2 separate regions of the Mus musculus genome follow, and region 2 is linked to region 1. The links are chromatin contacts, called in public Hi-C maps. All regions are on one chromosome and are shown on one strand. Each heading gives the region's core, a stretch centred on a gene start, on an enhancer-like site or on the middle of the called end of the contact. The rest is flanking DNA. Distances are from core to core; before and after follow the strand shown.

Region 1 (6,870 bases), core at 1,583-4,082:
ATGGCATTGGGACATGTGGGCTCTTAGAAGTATTCCTAAAGGGTACAGATGTATGAGCGTGAGGACAGTGGGCCCTGTGAGTCTTCTGGTGTAGGTGCCTTCACCATCCCTCCTGCTCTCTATTCTAACACGTGCCTGGCACTTGAGAGCCCAGTTCAGTAGCCTGCCCCCTGCATCCCCCAGCTTGACTTCAGTCCCTGGCTCTTCTCTGAACCTATGAATTGGGCACAGAACTTTCTACCCCACACCACTAGCATGGAGACACTGGGAGGTTGTGCACACAGAACTCTGTCCAACCGGCTGTCGAGGAACACAGAGGGAACGCAAACCTCTTTCCCAATGCTGAAGCCCTTGTTTCTGCATAGGAGACGCAGGGGCTGACTCAAATCCCACATCAAGAGGAGTTAAATAGACCCCTAACTAGACCCCACTAAAGGCTGCTTCCCCCACCCCGCCCCCTTTCTTCTCCCAGTTGTCCTGCATCCAGCCCTGCCCCCACAGAGGAGGGGCCCTGCTCTGTAACCAGGACAGAGGAAATGGAAATGAGGAAGCCCACACCGACTCCGTGCAGCTGCTCTCCGGGCCATGACTGCTCAGGCCCAGTTTCTTGCTCTCATTCACCATTTCCTAGGAGGCTGTGGTAGCCAGGAGCCCTAACTGCTGTACCTGGATGCTAAGACAGAACCACAGACAATAATACACAGCTGACCCTCATGACTCTGCCTGCAGAAACCACAAGGAACCTGAGGTCCACTCTAGACCATCACCAGCCCAGCCTGTCATAGACAGAAGGGAAGGCAGATATGCTAAGTAACTTGTCCGAAGCCCCCAAGCCAAACACCTCAGATCCCTCAGGGTTTGAATGCCTGGTACGGATCTGACGAGACAACCCACTTTGTCATCCAGCCCTAACCTGGAGTCAGTGCCTGGCACCATGAGTTATCTCTAATGCACACACACACACACACACACACACACACACACACACACACACACATACCAAGATACCCTGGAGCCCCCTCAGAAACATCCCATGCATGGAGGCCTCTGAACACAGCAAAGCCATGGCAGCTAGAACAGGCTGCACTCACCTTCAGAAAGATCTTGGTTTTGCCAATCTGCCAGTCATCGTGCGTGCCCAGCACAGCCTCAGCCATGCGCTGGCATGTCCCTCGGAGGTCACCCTGGGCAGAAGACAGGGGTATTGACAGTATAACTAATGGAAAGGCCCCCCCCCCCCCAAGTGTCCTTCTCAAGATTGAGAGACAGGTCTGTCTGACTGACCCAGCCTGGCCCTGCCTTCTATGAAATCTGTTTTCTCCTCAAGCCAATGGCAAACACTATGGCGGCCTTCCAGGGTGTCCTTCTACCCTGTAGCAGTACCTGATTTGGTCAAGTAGATGTCAAGCTCCACCAGTCACTGTCACCCATAAAACTGGGGTCCTCTGCCCTGTTGGTGTACCCGGCCTCGTACCTGCTTGTATGCTGGCTTCACACCAGGCAGCAGTACCCGGTAGCGCTCCACAAACTCCACAAAGCTGTAGCGAATGGGGTAGCCTGCGTGGCGGATGCGGATTGTCTCCATCATGCCCGAATATCGCAGCTGGCGTACACACAAGTGCCGGTCGAAGAGCTGCCGGGCCAGAACCAAAGGCATCATGGCAAGGCCACTACTGGGATGCAGGCCCTGCCCCGTGTCTGACCAGCACAGACAGAAACACAGAGAAGTCGAGGCCTCCTAAGAGCAAAGCCAGGCAGGAGGCAAGGTCTGTTGGTCAGACCCACATGGCAGCAGGAAGTGGGGACCTGCAGGTGGACAACCGTGTACTGTGGGACCAGATCTCAAAAGAGAAGACACAGGCGGTTTCATGGATATTAGTGAAGGCTCTTCCAAGGCTGGAGGAGGACGAGCGTGTGGGGAGGGGCAGAAGTTTAAAGTGTAAGCCCTGCTGTGGGGAACAAGGAGGGGGCTGAAGAGCCTAGGCCAGGATGCAGTGGAGTGGCCAGGAGGTGGGTACTCCACACAACCCCAGGCTCCCCTTTAAGTGGCCTCCATGCACAACCACAGCTGTTTTAACAACTCCCCAGGGGCTGGCTGTGCTGCCTTGAGGAAGAGGCACTGCCTTGTGGTAGCCACTGTGATAGCTCCAGGGCAGGGCTACACCCTGAGTTCAGATGGACCGAAAATGCAGAAAACAGGCCCGGGGCCTTCTGAGGGAGACCAGGCTAAAGTCTGGGCCTTGTCCCATGGGTGGCTGGAGCCAGGGAAGGTTTGCAGCAGAAATTCTTGGGCAGGATTTATTTTAAGAATAGCATCATGTCAGGGGGGGTCGGTCATGCTTGATCCCAGCAAGCAAGAGGCAGAGGCAGATAGGTCCCTGTGAGCTCATCTGTATAGCAAGGTCTAGGCCAGGCAGGGCTACACAGCAAGATCTTCTCATAAATGAAGAACATGAATGATGTTGGAAGGGGAGGGGAGGAGGCAAGCTGCGGCAAAGGGGGAGGCTTGGGCTGGGAAAAGGCCTCAGGGAGCCAGTGCCCAGCCATGTCACCCTGCTGCCCTGCTCCAGAGGGTTGAAGAGGATGAGACTCACCCACTCTGGGAACCGATTTCCTGGCGGGGACAGCGTGTGCGGAAGGTCAGCTTCCGTAGCCCGTTTCCTCTCCCTCTGGGCCACTTTCCCCTGCCTTCCTTCCCTCCCTAAGCCCCACACCCAGCTTCCCCTGGACCTCCCCCCTCCTTTGGATAAACAACACCTCGCAGGGCCTGCCCTGAAACAGAGAGCTAGCAGCTAGTCAGCCTATGGCACTTGAGCCCCTCAATCCCTGAGCCCCCATGTGACAACTCACGACTGTCACTTCCTCATAGGCAATATGCTGAAAGGGACTCTATCCGGTGTATGGAAGGGCTAACAAATGCTGTCACTAATAGTAAAAAAAAAAAGAGGGACCTTCAGGCAAAGGAGTCCAGAAGGACTTCATGGAGGAGGTGGGCCCTGAATTGAGAGGAAGAGAGCTTTCAAGGGAGGGGCCCCAGCACGAGCCACACTTGTATTTACTAAGCACTTAACAGGCACTCTACAATCTTCAGGCATGGTCTCTGGGGAGTTTTCATTCTCAAGGACACCGAGGCACAGGGCAGTGTCTGACTTAGGTACAACCGCCCAGCTGGGAGATAGCAAAGCCAAGGTTAAGGTGACTGTGGAGCCCCTATGCCCTCAGCAACTTGACAAGCCCTTTAGTCTCCAGAGAGAACAAGGCTTTCTTTCCACTGCCCACCTACCTCATCCATTTTGCCCCCTCCCTTCCCACCCTCCACCCCTGCCCACCACATCCCCTCTGAGGCTCACCATGGGCTTCTTGAACTCATTGGGTTTGATACAACGCACAAAGAAGGGCTGGCAGGCGCCCAGTGTGCGCATCAGCAGCTCCAGAGACCGCTTGAACTGGCTGCTGAGTGTAGGCGAGCGCTTCCTGGTCTCGGCACCCTGTGGCAGAGGACAGACAGACAGTGATGGGAGGGGCCACCTCTTCCCCCTCCCACCCTCCAACAGCTGTCCTGGAGGGAGGAGAGCACCAGGGAAGGTCACCAAGGTCAGTCAAGGGGTAGTTGGGGATCTCCTGTGACACCCCTGGTCTGGGCTGGAGCTTGGACCTCAGACACCCACTACAGGGAGCTCCAATAGTGTCGTCTAGACCCCCCACTATCAGCTGGGAGACTCTGGGCCAACATCAGTGCCTCTCTGTGTAAAGGGGTTCACACTTAGTGTCCTCAAGATACTGAGGTCATCTTAGTGACAGGAGTTAGGCAAACCTAAATTCAAGCCCCATGTATGGCCTAAGCTGACCAATAAAGGGTGCTGAGTCTGTACTGTTTCCTAAGTGAAAACATTGCCATCTACCCGCCTGATGGGACAGGTGGAGAGTCCAAGTGCAGTAAGCGGCCACCTGGGGTGGGCACTGCACCCCCTGAGAACCTTGGAGGTAACAGCACAGCTCATGACCTCCCCTCCTCTGCTTATAGGATTAGTGATCAGGCTGGGGCAGTGTGGGTGACCTGGACAAGCCTGCAAAGACAGATTTTTGTGCTCCCAGCTGCTGCGTGAGCCACCCAGGCTCTCTGCACCCCTGCCTATATGTTGTCTTCTCAGAACATTGGGAAATAACAGGGATAAAGGGGACTCGGGAAGAGCTGAGGTCAAGAAAACAGGAAACGAACCTTCTAGAACATTGCAGAACTCAGATTAGAGAGAACACGGTACTACTACATACTATTTTCCTGGCCATTTTTGTGTGAAAACTCACTAGTAAACTTGATTTTGTTGTAAGCTTTTATATTTTTAGAGCTATAATTCAATCCTGCCCTTTAGCATCAAAAGTATGGAGTGCAGGGAGCTGGAGAGATGGCTGAACAGAGAGAAGAGTCTACTGCTCTTGCTAGCAGCTCACAGCCTGTAACACCAGCACCAGAGCATCTGGTGCCCTCTGCTGACTTCTGAGGAGTCCTGCATACCTGTGCTGCATTTATATACGCTGGGCACACACACATAAAATAAATACTTTAAAATCTGGAGTGCAGAGCACGTGTATGGGGTATTTGGAAGATAAAGGTGCTTAACTCACACTAAATCCAGGAGCTATGCTAGTCAGCCCTGTAGGAAAGCAAATGTTTTGGTTCTGAAACAAGAAGTACTTTTCATCTCAAGTTCCACTGAAGAACATTCAAAATTTCGTTCTGGGGATCTAGGGCTAGGTTAATATTTGTCCTGCCTTTTCAGGATTCTTGATTCAGCAACAGCACATACACACTGAGCGTGTAGTTTAAAACAGAGCACACACAGCACATAGCATACATACTCCCAGTGTACACATCTCACCATGCACACAGTCCCACACAGAACATACACACATGCCACACACACACACATATACATAACACACATATATGCATCATATGGTATTATGCACACAGGTGACACCTGGGCATGCAGATGCTATACATGCAGTACATAACACAAGCACTACATGCACATGTGTAGCGTGCATACAGCATTCATACCATATAGCAGACATGACCTGTCCACACCAGGCATGCATATACCACACAAATCACTCACAGAATGCATACTCCACATGAAAATGCATATAATTCACACACAGCATGCATGCCATCCAGAATAAATGCACACATATGACACAAACATGGTAAGAGCACAACACTCAGCACACTTTCTGAACATATCCTGTAAAGTACATGTGGCATGCATACTCTGTGCATACATGCATCATGCTCGCTCCCCATGACATCGACACACAGCAAGCACACCCTGAAGCACTCATGCATATACATGACATACATACACTAAGAAAGAGCACACGACACACCTCCCTCACAGCACACACCCCTGCATGCACAAGCATAACACACACGACACCGGACAGGGCACACACCCTTCAAGAGTCTGTCATCTTGAAGTTGCTCCCTTCTGTCTGTCCTCCCTGTTGGGGCCTCATGAGATCAGGTCTGCCTCACTTACTTCTGTGTCACCAGGGCCTATGTGCACCAGGACATACATAAACTCCTCGGTCACCTGGGGTATGACTGCACAGCTTCCCGGTGTCCTCTATGGTGCGCAGACTGTCCCCTTCCAGCTGTTCAAGTCAAGTCCTTAGGAACTTTCCTCATGACCCTTCTCTTATATGGGACAAGCCAACAGGTCCTTCCCAGAATCTGATGCTACCTACAGCTGCCACGGCTGGGTCCTGCCTCAGCCTATCTTTCTCCTTTCCACATTTTGGCCTTTGCACTGGACTCCTGCCCTACCACCATGTCAGGCATTCTACAACCCTATTTACAAAGCAGCTGGGGGCCAGGGTAAGGAAACCAGCCACATCCCTCCCCACTCAGGACCGTCCAGTGACATCAGTTCATTCCGGGGAAAGTCAAGGTCCCTACTAGGATCCATGACAGCCACAGAATCTACTCCAGGAGCCTCTGGCTCCCACCATGGGCTTGCACCCTTCCTGGGACTCCAGCCTCCTGGTTCTGCCTGGAGCACACTTGGAACTTTTGCACATGCCCATCCCTCTCCTTGCAAAGCCCATCTTGGGGAGGGGTAGTGTTTCCAGTTCCTACCAATTGTCCAGTAATGCCTGTCCTGTGCCTCATGTACAATCACAGGGCCTACCACTGACCCCACCCCACCCCACCCCCGGCCTCATCCCGATCCATGCCCTCCCCCCATAACACTGCATGATTTAGTAATTTACTGGATCTCTCACTAACCCTCTGCTGGAACACTAGACTAACTACGGGGTTTGGTTTGGCTTGGTTTCCACTTGTTTGTTGCTGTGTCCTGCGACTTAGGCAGTATGCGGCATATGGAAGGCACTCAATACGCATTTGTAGACTGAAAGAGTGAATGGCTGAGTAGGTGAAGGGGTGTGCGGGATTTGCTCTCCCTGCCTCAGCCATACAGGTTCTCATCTGGCTCTGTTTTATTCAAGGGAAAGCATCCTTCCTGGTGATTACCGATTCCTGAATCATCAGTGGATGTTCAGGGATGAAGCAAAGATTGAAGCCAAAAAAGTTCAAAGGCCAATGTGCAGAGGGCACAGAGAGGGTCTGAGGGAAGGCAGATGTCACCATGGTGTCAGTATCTGCCAATGAGCAGAAGAGAGCAGCTGTCCTGTGGACCTGACTGGGATGAGACACTCATTCAGGTACAGCCATGCCTGGAAAGATGGCCTACCTCTGCTCCATTGACCCCTATGTCAGTAGGTTAGGGCAGGTCATGATGCCCTGAACTGCCCTGGGGCAGCAGGCACAAGAGTCAAAGGATGAGAACTCAGGACTTGCCCAAGCAGTGG
Region 2 (6,870 bases), core at 1,236-3,735, 93 kb after region 1:
ATTGACAGGTCCTTTCATTCATTAAAGCCAAGAGGGCCTCCCACTTCAATAGGAAAAACAAAACAAAACAAAACAAAACAAAAACAAACAAACAAAAAAAAAACAAAGACCAAAAAAACAAAAACCAAACCAAAACAATAAAAACCAATGCTGACCAGTCCTCTTGCCTGAAAATGACCCTCTCTTTACTCAATGAAGGGATCAGGGACAAAGCTGTCAGCTGGCTACCAAACACCTCGTAGTAAAGTGCCTATGTGACCAGGTCTAATGTCACCATCATCACCCTGAAGTCTCTGTGACAAGGTATTATTTAGCCTCACTCCACACACCAGGGGAAACTGAGCCACAGGCAAAGCTCTCTGCTTCAAGGCCATGGGCAAGCAGGAAGACAAGGAGACAGTCTGCAGGAGGAAGACGACAGGCCGTTCAGGCAAGAGGGTGGTGGAGAGTGGCTTCCCAGCACCCTCTGAGGGGACAAGGAAGGCCTCCTTTTGGGGGGACCAGATCTCAGAGCCATCCTAAGAGCATTCAGGGAAATTAGAGAAGAATAAGACAGAGACAGCAGAGGCTTCTGAGAAGCCCACAGATGTCCCACTGAAAGCCACAGGCTTCCTGCCACCAATGCCCAACTGCCACCTGTTTGGTACTGTTTCAGAGGCAGACATTGCTCTTACCCAGTAATGGGCCCGTGAAGCTTCCCCTAGACCTTCCACTCCTGTTCCGGGAGCCCCAGAGGGTTCTCTCCTGACTTGTCACACCTAGCCTGCAGTGGGTGCTGAGAACAGCCAGGAAGGGGGTGGGGCTCTCCCTACTGTAACCTCTATAGCAACCTCTTCCCCAGGGTAGCTAAAGATGGTCCTTGTCAGACACACCCACCGTCCAGACTGGCATTCAATGTCACACCCTGTGTTTGTCCGTGAGCTTTCCTAGCCTGACTGTTTCGTAGTTTGGACTCTACGGTCCTTTCTTCACCTTGTTGGACTTTTCCTAGTCCTTGTTCAGATGAACTCTCATCAGCTCCCAGGCAAGGATGGCCCCTCTGACTTGTGCTTGACTCTGCCTTCTCACCACGCCAGTCAGGAGCTCATCTGTTGGCCCTCCATCCTCTCAGTGGGAAGAGAAGCCTCTTAGGTTAGGCTCCACCCAGGCTTCAGCTCTGACCCAGCCTAGGGCAGTAGCAGCAGCTGGGCCCACCACACCCGACCCCCCCTGGTCTTCTTCACCTCCACCCAAAACACTAAGCCTGCAGCAAGGACCAGCAAGGATCCAGGGAGGCCTCAACCTCCCTTGCACAGCAGAGCTTCCCAGGAAGATCTCCCTGAACACTTAGCTGCCCTGGGCATTGGCTGAGTGTTCCACCCTCTGGCACAGAGGAGATCAAGGCTTGTGTCTTGGGATCCTGGGTGCCAGTTCTGGCTGGGTCACCTTAGAGAGAGGCTGCCTTCCCTTCTGCTGCTGGGGCTCATCTGTGTGAAGTCTGGGGCTGACTCTCACCACAGGAAAGACTGCCAGGGCAAATGAGCACCTGTTATTGCTCTTCAGCCCCACTCCACCCCTGGGCCCCCTTAGGGGGACCTTTCCTACACTCCCCACCCCCAATCCTGACAGCTGGAGATAGGATCAATCCTGAATTGTCTCCGAAAAAAGCCAGTTTCTGCCAGACCCGCCTTGCTCCCAGTGCCACACACCCAGCCCTGAAGGTAAGGAAGAGCCCCCCCCCCCACCCCCATTCAACTAGGGGATTGTGGCCAAGAAGGGGTGAAGGGTCATCTACCTGGGATCTTTGGTCTCATGGTCTCATGCCTACTCCAAACCATGGGATGTGGACATCTAGAAAGGTTAGAAGGTTTAATGGGTTGAGGAGCACAGGCGTGAGGACAGGAAAGGGGACCTGTAAGGAAGATTAGAGTCTAGCCCACCAGTGATAAGCACACCCCAGCACTTCTGCACTGGGAACGCGGCCTCAGAACACCCAGGTGGAGGTGAGGTTGATTTCTCACCCAGGGCTGCGGGTGGAGGTAGGGATGAGCTCAGGGGCCCCGGGCATATCTTTGGGGGGTGGGGTGGGGGTGGGGCTCCGCCTCCTAGGCCTGCAGGCCAGCGCTCAACTCCCAGCCCTGAATCCGCGGGATGTACAACCCCTGCTCGGATTCGTGCTCCCAAGGCACGCACTGGCCCGCGCTGCACCTGCACACACACCCAAACGCACACTAATGTGCGCTCGCACACGCCTCCCTCCGCGCAGCGCCTCCTACCTGCCGCGTCGCCGCAGCTGGAGCTGGACTCCCGGGATGCAGAGCACAGTGCGGGCACTGGAGCGGAGGCTAGACCAGCCCGCGCCACAGCCTGGGACTCTGCGGGGAGATGATACCCCGGCAGCCCGCAGGCGGGGGTTGGAACTTGGACCCCCGGGCTTCAGTCTGTCCCGCCCCTCCTCTCAGCCTCCTCCCATTGGAGGCCAGAGGCGTGGTCTCCCGGGGTGGGGCGGGGCGGGGAAAGGGAGGTTGTTGCGCATGCGAACTAGAGAGGCTGTGCCTCCCCCCCCCCACCCCCCTCCCTGAGGCCGCCCGATAGTGCTGGCTCGAAACTGAAAGGGTGGCCCTGACCCAACACTCCTTCAAACCCCACTCCAGTGCTGTCCGCGATAGGAGAGCATCCCGGGACGTTGGCTGCCTACCTCGCCATTGGCCTTGGAGGACCTGCGTGCCCCACTAAGTGCTGGCAGAGAATGTTGGCCGACTTGGGGTATGCATCTTAGCCGGGCTCAGACAGGGCCAAGGCAGGGCAGCTGAGAATGGGAAGACCCAATGAGATGAGAACCACTCCCTTTCCATTTGTATCCAAACACCCATTCCCAAGATTTTAGCTGGAGAAGAGGAATGTAGGCCCTGGTGAGGTGTCCAGAGGGCCCCAGTCAGTTAAGGGAAGCTGGCCCTATCCTGTCCAGACCTGTCCTGTCCTGGGCATTTATCTGCTCTGAGTGTAGACTAAAGCAGCAGGGCCCAGATTTTTGACCCTCTCTGACTGCCTTCAGAATGCCCTGGAATACACCAAGCCTTGGTTTCTTACTCTGTGAAGTGGAAACTGCAATCTCCTCAGGCCAGGCGGTTTGGGGGAATCCCAGGGAGATTTATAGATGACCAGGGCTGGCCAACAGTAGGCTGGGTCACTCTAAGGCCACAGAGACAAAGCTTGTCTGACCTGGTCATACTAGTCGCTCACAGGTCAGAAACTCAGGCCCACTCATCCCTCTAGTTTCCTGGTCTCTGTTAATGATTACCTCAACCTCAGTCATCCGGCCCTCTACCTCACCCCTGTCCCTGGCCACCTAAGTGTAGCTCCATCTGGTTACCTGACTGACCAAATAGTTTCCAACCATGTTGCTGTTCCCCCTACCCACCACCACCCACGCACAATGTTCCAAGACTACTAGGTTCCGCTCTCCATTTACCCTAGTCCTGGCCTATGGCCGCCGGCCTAGGGTTTTTACATTCTTTCCATCCCCACAGAAAAGCTCTTCTATTGCCTCCACACAGCCTCAGCGTGTCTCTGTCCAGAAGCCCTTGGTCCACAAAGCAGATCTGGATCAAGGGCTCACTCCACCAGTTACCGAGAAAGTTCTATATCCTTTAATGGTCTCAGTTTCCTTGTCTGTAAAATGGGCTTTCTAGGAGAAGCACATGGTGATTGTGGAGACAAAAAATGTCAAAAAGGTTCAGTCAAAGTCCTCAAGCAAGGTAGCAAGTAGCATTACCTCTGTCAGGGCACCTCTCAAATCTTCCGAGATAGAGCAGGGGTCATGTCTGGGAAAGTGTGTTCTTCAGCCCACAAAGCCATGGTATCCAGAGAATGCTCTGACTCTCTTCTATAGCTCTGAGTATGGAGCCAGGAGAGGGTACTATGTGTTGGTTTCATTCGTGGGCTCTGCCTTGACTCCTTAGCTGTGTGGCCTTGGACATGAGACCTGTACTGCAGAACTCAAAGCAGCACCCACACTGCAGTCGTGGGGTCTCATTGGCTTAACTCCTGGGAAGTCCTTATGGGGCCCTCTAGCTGTTACTGTCCTCTAGCCCAGCCTGCTCATTGTATAAAGATACAGTGTCTCCAGCAGCAGAGACACATACCCTGCATCATGATGTTTAGGCCCAGGTGCCTTAGAACCGGGCTTGGACTGGGAGGCCTGTCTCAGAGCCCATCTCTGGCAGCGTCCACCTTCCTGACAGATGAGGGAAGAAACCTAGAGAGACAGCGACCTGTCGAGGGCATCTGGACTTGATGGAGGAGCAGAGGCTCTGATCCTTGGGGAGCAGAAGATCAAGGCATGCCAGGAAGAGCTGGGCTGCCTACCTAACAAGGCTTTCTGGGGGGCGGATGATGCATCTTTGCCAATGTGTTGGCCTCAGGACCCTGCCAATTGGTTTTTATAAGCTTAGTCATCTAATGGTGCCATTAACGAGCCTGATGGCTAGGTGTTTTTCCATTAAATTCTCACAGTTATTAGCCCCACTTAGTCAATGGCAGACCTGAACCTCAGGGAGATGCCCCAGGTCACAAAATTAGTAAACAGCAGAACCGGGATCCAGACCTACCGAACTATGCTGGTTCTATCTATTTTGTGTTGGGCCTCTCCTTCTCCTCTCCTGGCTTTCAGGAAAAGGACATCACTGTAGGCCCCTTGATCTACTTAAAGTCCCTTGTAACTGGGGACTCATTCCTTCCAGGGATAGCCCCATCCCTTCTACTGGTCAGAATCAGAACCCGTTCTACCTAGCTCTGCAGAGCTCTATGCCTCTCACCAATGCCCAGAATCAGAATCTTCTCTGCTCAGGTCAGTAACACCATCATTACTGTTCCTGAGTAATAGTGTTACAGAGTTTCCCAGGTGAAATTCATAATGATCGGGTTTTCTTTTTTTTTTTTAAAGGTTTATTTATTTATTTATTACATGTAAGTACACTGTAGCTGTCTTCAGACCCTCCAGAAGAGGGAGTCAGATCTCATTACGGATGGTTGTGAGCCACCATGTGGTTGCTGGGATTTGAACTTCGGACCTTCGGAAGAGCAGTCGGGTGCTCTTACCCACTGAGCCATCTCACCAGCCCCCATGATCGGGTTTTCTTCCTTCCTTCCTTCCTTCCTTCCTTCCTTCCTTCCTTCCTTCCTTCCTTCCCTCCTTCCTTCCTTCCTTCCTTCCTTTATTTTCTTCCTCTTCTTCTCCTCCTCCTCCTTTTCCTTCTCTTCCTCCTTCCTTCCTTCCTTTCCTCCTACTCCTTCTCTCCCTCCTCCTCCTCTTCTTCTTTAATCATTTTGGCTGGCCATGGACTCCCAAGTTCAAATGTTTCCTCCATCTCAGCCTACTAAATGCTGGAACTATAGGTGTTGCTGTGTCTGAATGTGAACTGTGCCCACGTAGGCTCATGTGTTTAAACAGGTGGTGTCCATCAGATGGTGCTGTTTTGGAAGGTTGTAGAACTTTCAGGAGGTGAAGCCTCAAAGGAGGAAGTAAGTCATTTAAGGAAGGCCTTGAGATTTTACAACCCCACCCCTGTCCACTCTGTGCTTCTTAACTGTGGACTCAGTGTGGCTAGGAACCTTGTGTGTCCTTTCTCAATCTATAAGTCAAAACCTCCCTTTTCTAAATAGCAACTGTCATAGCAATGATAAAAGTCACTAATACAGAAAATTGGTATCATGAATGGGGTTTTTGTTATAATAAACCTGAGCAAGTCATTTGGAATTGCTTTGCAAGAGGAATGTGGGAGAACTTGGGGCTATGGACTATAGAACCTTCTTCTAGAAAGGTGTAGACAGAGCTCAAAGGGACATTGTGAGGGAGTCTAGAGGATGAGAACGCCAAGGGTAATGCATACCACAGGACTAAGTTGTTCAATAGGGCAACTTCCAAGACAGGATCTAATAGTAACCAGGCTCTGTCATGGCTGCTGCTCACTGCTCTTGTCAGGCCTACAGTGAGAGGAGGAACAGAGGAGCAGAGAGATATGAAAATGTGTAGTTTGGTGGTGGGAAGGAGGGAGCTTAAAGTTGCAGGCAAGACCAGTGCAAGAGCAGTTGTTATTGAAAGGAGTATCCCCATCAAAGAGAGAATCTAGTACTGTGCCTTGGGATGATTTAAAAAGAAGATTCTCAGAAGGCAAGACCTTGCCCATCAGAAGAGCCATCCTATGGAAATGCAAATTCCTTTCCAAAGAGAGAACCTGAGCTGAGAACGTTGGAGAAGGGGTTTTTAGTTTGCTTCCTTGTTGCTCCGATAAAAACCAAAGCCAAAGGCAGCTTGGAGGGTATAGTAGCTATTCCTGGTTATCAACTTGACTATATTTGGAATGAACTACAACCAGAATTGGAAGGCTCACCAGTGACCCTTATCTGGAGGCTTGGAGATAGAAGTTTCTGATCTGGATCTTGGTATGGAGATCTTCAGGCATAGTGGCTATGGATTCCAGAAGATTAAATCTCCGAGTTCAAGGTCATCCAGGATTAAGGGTGTGGTGGAACACACCTTCAATCTGGCTACACCTTCTGCTGGAGACAATATAAGGACATTGGAAGACAGGAGTCTTGCTCTTGCTCCTTCGCCTGCTTGCTGTGTGAGACTGAGTGAGTAACTGCTAGATCCTTGGACTTCCATTCACAGCTACTACTGAACCATTGTTGGGAATTGGGCTGCAGACTGTAAGTCATCAATAAATTCCTTTACTATATAGAGACTATCCATAAGTTCTGTGACTCTAGAGAATCCTGACTAATACAGAGGGGAAAGGGTTTATTTCGTCTTATGCTTTCAGGCCGTAATTCATCATGGACGGAAGTCAGAGCAGGAACCTAGTGGTAGGAACTGAAGCAGAGACCATA

Evidence for each region. Hi-C and Micro-C count contacts between places; a contact is called where the count stands out from the background.
Region 2: a Hi-C map of liver shows a contact between it and region 1, with 3 times the contacts expected there. The contact joins the promoter of Capn5 here to the enhancer-like site in region 1. A contact is called at or near these places in 2 of 484 Hi-C or Micro-C datasets (embryonic stem cells and liver) and 2 of 9 other capture datasets (adipose tissue and liver).

Annotation. Positions count from the first base shown.
Region 1 is chr7:98,082,034-98,088,903 of GRCm38.p6, forward strand. It overlaps Myo7a (myosin VIIA), which reads right to left. Exons shown (of 49, transcript NM_008663.2): 16 at 3,351-3,488; 17 at 1,475-1,633; 18 at 1,092-1,184. Among named protein-coding and RNA genes, the nearest start is that of Myo7a, 34 kb to the right of the region's middle. Within about 2 kb of position 2,833, at least 76 of the 459 cell types and tissues checked have an H3K27ac peak or open chromatin away from gene starts, as enhancers often do. A contact at or near this core is called in adipose tissue and liver, where this site is marked.
Region 2 is chr7:98,175,789-98,182,658 of GRCm38.p6, forward strand. Capn5 (calpain 5) reads right to left here and starts at 2,486. Exons shown (of 13, transcript NM_007602.4): 1 at 2,256-2,486. Gm16938 (predicted gene, 16938) reads left to right here and starts at 1,406. Exons shown (of 3, transcript NR_045972.1): 1 at 1,406-1,700; 2 at 3,537-3,622; 3 at 6,348-6,870.